Linked DNA regions of Mus musculus: region 2 is linked to region 1. The links are chromatin contacts, called in public Hi-C maps. All regions are on one chromosome and are shown on one strand. Each heading gives the region's core, a stretch centred on a gene start, on an enhancer-like site or on the middle of the called end of the contact. The rest is flanking DNA. Distances are from core to core; before and after follow the strand shown.

Region 1 (2,742 bases), core at 96-2,595:
CTTACACAAGTGCACACACATAATATACACATGTACAAACACACATATATATGCATACATATACATACATACATTTATATACACATGCACACATGTACACACATTACACATGTATACGAATATGTACACACATAAACACACATGTACATACAAACACGATGCACGCCTATCACATGCTTTTCACACACAAACACATGCACAGATACACGTACACAAATTCATCTGAGTTGGGAGAATGCACAGACTATTTCCAAGAGAACAACATCTATGAACAAATGAATTTCTCTGGGATTGTGGACAAATTACACTAGAGAAAGTATCTGATAAGAAACATCTTATTTGATGTAGCTGGTTCATTAAAGAGTTTTCAATGACTTCTTCCAATGTTACCATCTTTGTTCATTTAATATTTCTCTGGGGCTTCAAGATCAATGGACAAAGATGGCTTCTTTGTAACAAGATACAGCAATATCTCCATCTTATTTCCTGGTCAGTGACTGGACTAAGGAGATCGGGAGATCTTTTGCCTAGTGGAAAGAGAAGCAGTGCCTCTGTCTATTCTTTGATGATCGTGTGTTACTGAACAAGTATCTGAGGTCCAGGTTCCCGACTGTGAGGGAGATGAAAAGAACGCAATGCCAGTGAAACAGTGAATGGAAAAATAACAGCTCTCAGCTATGGAATGGACATGAGGCTGAGGGGACCCATATACCCTGGTGGGTAAGACTGGGAGAAGTCAAATCTAAAAATTCCATGAAAATTGACTGTTGGTAGATTTACATTAGCTTAAGGGCTAGAAGTGAGTTCTAACTAAATGGATTTTATGTAAAAATGGACCCTTTCAGAATGTTCTCTTGTTTTTATCCTTGTGATATCCCTACTGCTGGTAGACAGGGGGCACATTTGAGAGGCTTAAAGTGAAAACTCTCTTTACTGCTCTGTGCTCTCATATAATGTGTTTCATAGAAAAGAAGAAGAACTAAAGAACCATATGAAGTATCTTCTTAGTATGAACCTGAAGTTTCAGAACCCGGATCTGATATTGTTGCTCTCTGGTTTTCCAGGTCAAAAAACTGAAAGGCAAGGTCAGAGCATTCAGTCGCATGGCTTCCGCAGCTGCCGCCAGTTTTGTTCTTGTTTGCACTCTGAGTGTGGGTCGCACTGCTCTCTCTCTCTCTCTCTTCCTTTCAAGTCTGCCATGCACCTGCATGCTTCTCTCTATTTGTACATCATGGTTGGTTCTTCCTGCATGACAGTTCCTGATCAAGCTCTACAGATTCTCAATGGAGTGACAGGCGGAGCCTGTGAATGTGGGCAGGCAGTATTTCTTTTTCCACCTGTGTCACCTGTACCAACTGACATCTGTCATTTCCTGCTGTTTCAGGTTCACTGAACCTTCCAGATCAGCAGTGTTAGCAGTCACTCAGAGCATGTCAGGAAGAGAGATCATAGATTATTTTTGGTATTATATTATGATTATACATGTCTTGAAATACCATCCCTGTCATGTGGCGTTCACAAGGCATGGACTGTTAGAAAGCTACTGAGATAGCACTTGTAATAAGGTATATGGGACTGGGAGTGTAGCTCAGTAATAAAGTGCTTACATGGTATGTGTGAGGCCTTGGGTTCTAGCCCCCATCTCTCTCTCTCTCTCTCTCTCTCTCTCTCTCTCTCTCTCTCTCTCTCTCCCTCTCTCTCTCTCTCACACACACACACACACACACACACAGAGAGAGAGAGAGAGAGACAGAGACAGAGACAGAGACAGAGAAAAACAGAGGCAAAGATAAAGAGACAGAGAGAGACAAAGACAAACAGACAGAGAGACAGAGACAAAAGAGACAGACAGATAGAAGAACAAATACACAGAGAGAAAGACAGAGACCGAGACAGAAAGAGATATGTAGACAGAGATAGAGAGACAGACAGAGATACCCACATTCACAGAGACAGAGAGACTATCTTAGAAAGAAGGAAGGGAGAACTACTGAAGGGAGGGAGGATTCTTTGGAGAAGAAAGGAAGATAGGTTGATGAATACAATTAAAAAGTAAGGCAGCCCTTACTTTAAAAAAAAAGTTTAAAAAACAGTAAGGGGTTGGGGAAATGGCTCAGGGCTTAAGAACAGCCACTGCTCTTGCAGAGGCCCAGATTCGGTTCCCAACATCTACACTTAGTGACTTATAATTGCCTTTAACTCCAGCTCCAGGGAGTCTGATACCTTCTTCTAGCTTCCGCTGACACATGCACTCATGTGCACACAGACACCCATCCACATAACAAAAGATAAAATCTGTCTTTTTAAAAATGAGTTAGCTTTTTGTATCTTAACTTGTTATATTAATGTATACTATAATGTATATACAATTTGAATATAGTATGCATATTATTTTTCCAATTTTTATTAGATATTTTCTTCATTTACATTTCAAATGCTATCCTGAAAATCCCCTATGCCCTCCCCCCTCCCTGCTCCCCTACCCACCCACTCCCACTTCTTGACTAATATAATATATTATAAACACATTATAATATAATTATATATTATATAATAATATACTATATTATAAATATATCAAAATAGTATATGATGTGAAGATAACATTTCAAAACTATATAGGTTTCCTTTGTGTGTTTGGTCTTACACATTTAAATGCTGCATCATGTTTTCATGCCTCGTGAGAATTACTCTAGTGAGAATGAGTGTAGAGATTTTTGTTAGACTCATTGAGAGCCTTAG
Region 2 (2,742 bases), core at 98-2,597, 84 kb before region 1:
GAGAGAAACAGGTACATAACGGCACCCACTTCCTCTTTGGTACCTTGCCTGTGTTGCTTCTGTGGCAGGGTCACCTCTCCAGGACTGAGAGTCAGGAAGCTTGCTAGAGATTTCTGAGAGGGATGGACAGCTGCTTCTGACTGTTCTCAGCAGTAGGGGTGCTGAGCTGCCCTCTCCTTAACAGTTCAGACAGAGAGCATGTGTGAGACACGAGGAAGCCCTAGGCTCCCCCACGTATCCACCCTGGGAGAACTCTAGTAGGGCTTTGAGATTCTATATACTGTGATCAGTTGGATGATGTTTTCATATTCCTTCTCAACCTCTTTTTGAATACTGTGATTACTATCCTGGGGTCCCAGAGAAACCCAAGAACACCCTACTCTGAGTATACAGGAAACTGTCTTCTTGAATCAATAATAACAAATTTTTCTTAAGCATGTCAAAGTAAACACAGGCCACAGGCTGGTTCCTAGTTCTCCCTGGACCATGAGAGTGCCTTTCCTTTTTCCATGGACTACCATCCATGGTCTTTGACCTATGCATGTTCAACATGAATTATCCTACATCCTGTCCCTTCACTGTGTCCACACCATCTTGTGGAATGAAACAGTGCACCCTGGAACAATGTCTGATCTTTGAAATGCCTCCCATTATGAGGCTTGATTGTCAAGAACCATACAATAAAGGCAGAATCAGTTACATAACATGTGTGGCCCAATGAAATACTGTAAATTTGAAATCTGATATTCAAATATTACCATGAACTTCAAGACTTGGGAGTAGGACAGTAAAACAAACACACATGCAGCCTTTTCTATTGTATCAGTTTCTTATAATCCCACAGCCCACATGCAGTTACACTCATAGACATGTTCTTAGTTGACCCAGGAGAGTGTAGTGGAGGTAGCATGGCAGAGACTGGGACTGAGAGTGCTAACCTGAGTGAGTATTTGACACTCTCTATACGAAATAGCTGTGAAAACTGCTAATGTTTTCAGCTATATACATAACACAGTTCCTTCCTTGAAGGGAGACTCTAGTTCTAGCCTTTCCCCTGCAGAAGAGCTGACTCAACAAGAAACATGTCTTGTTCATATTTATCTAGGTAATTGTGCTGTGTGTAGGCACTGGGACCCTCCATTTCAAGACTGGTGAACTTTCATCAACCAGCCCACTGCTCATTCTTCCAGCTGTCTAAGGCATTTCTAGCTTGACTAATAACTAGTGCTCCTCCACAGATGGTGTGAGGCTGAACCAACCATCTGCAAGAGTAGCTCCACTTCCTGCCTTGGTGCTGTGTCCTGTGACTGCGTTGTTTTGAGATGAATGTTATCCTTCATCACAGGATGCTTGGGGTGGGGATGTCTTCCGCTGGTGACTTCTCATATTGCTCGTGATGAAATAGCTCTCTGTGCAGGGTTGCTTTGCAGCCACCAAGCAACAGCATCAAGCATTACCAGTAAACCTGGTAGCAGATAATTCAAAGGCTACACTGCCAACAAAGATATGGTCCACTGAAATTATCACACAAGAATACCATTGACCATGTACTGTATCAAAGCTTAATATTGACAATGATACTACAAAAAGCATGTTTGGGGGATTATAAGAAACTGATATAATAGACTAGTCTAATTTGATTTTATGATTTTTTTTTTTAGAAAAGAATATTAGCCCATAATAATCTGTCTACCTGGCTCAAATCTCACCATATATGGTGATGATGTTGGCTTCTAAGCAAAGGCATTGTGTCAATAGCTCCTTTATCTCCTGGATCCAAGAAAAAACAGGAAGAAAATCAATGACAACTTTGACACTTAAATTTCTTTTTCAGTTACAAACAATAGGATATATTTCAAAGATCAGGACTTCTGGATCCTTGGCACTATCATAATTTCTAGTGATCTTTGCAAGAATATGGAGAATGCTGAATCTGCCACATCAAGGTCATGCATTGTCCTTTAGTGGGAAGTGTCCTGATGAAGAAAAATGGTCCCTTCTTTGCAAGTGCGAATGTGACAATGGCACTCAGGAGCTGCAGAGGAAATGGTGCACCTGACATCACACTTCTCTGTGACACTGACACTCAAGCCTCAGTTTGGGAACACAGGCACTGCAGAGTTTCCTCTTTATACTCCTTGAAAAAACTTGTCAGTTAATTTGCTCAGCAATGTTCTCCTTTTAATCAGCCCCCAAACTAGTTACAAATACCATTGTGCAGATGGACTGCTGTAAATCTTTCATGTTTGCCTACCCAGAGTTCAAGTTTGGGGGAACTGAATCCACAAGGACGTATATAAACATATTTGGAAGAGAGGCCTTAACAGATAACTAGGATCATGAAAAGTCACGAGGATGGGGCCCTGTGATGGTGTTAGTGTCTTTAGAACTTAAAGAGAAGAGACTTGAGTTAGTAGATTATTTTGTCTCTCTTGGTGACTTTTTTTTTTTTTTGCCATGTTATAACATAATGAGAAAGTCCACATGAGATTTAGCTCTCATCCTTGGACCTCCTTTCAGTCTCTACAACTGTAAAAATTACTTTTTTTTACTTATAAATTATGCTGCCTTGAGTGCTTCTTTTATGACGACAGAAATTGGGCTACAGTACAGGGAAACTGAATATAAGAATATTCAGTAACTGAAGCCACTTTCCAAGGTAGTAGAGCTATAAGATGAGGGAGTATGGATCTGAGCAGAGGAAGTCTGTGTCCTATGTCCAGAGCCCATTGTCAGCCAGGA

The links. A called contact is a pair of places that touch in the nucleus more often than the background predicts.
Region 2: a contact with region 1 is called in a Hi-C map of double positive thymocytes, with 1.6 times the contacts expected there. The contact joins two enhancer-like sites. A contact is called at or near these places in 1 of 39 promoter capture datasets (the C10 cell line), 1 of 15 datasets of contacts at CTCF or cohesin (the NIH/3T3 cell line) and 7 of 484 Hi-C or Micro-C datasets (3T3-L1-derived adipocytes, CD4 T cells, the MC3T3-E1 cell line and 3 more).

The regions. Positions count from the first base shown.
Region 1 is chr12:16,048,309-16,051,050 of GRCm38.p6, reverse strand. No RefSeq gene overlaps it. Among named protein-coding and RNA genes, the nearest start is that of Gm36235, 34 kb to the right of the region's middle. Within about 2 kb of position 1,345, at least 35 of the 459 cell types and tissues checked have an H3K27ac peak or open chromatin away from gene starts, as enhancers often do. A contact at or near this core is called in double positive thymocytes, where this site is marked.
Region 2 is chr12:16,132,021-16,134,762 of GRCm38.p6, reverse strand. No RefSeq gene overlaps it. Among named protein-coding and RNA genes, the nearest start is that of Gm48606, 99 kb to the left of the region's middle. Within about 2 kb of position 1,347, at least 44 of the 459 cell types and tissues checked have an H3K27ac peak or open chromatin away from gene starts, as enhancers often do. A contact at or near this core is called in double positive thymocytes, where this site is marked.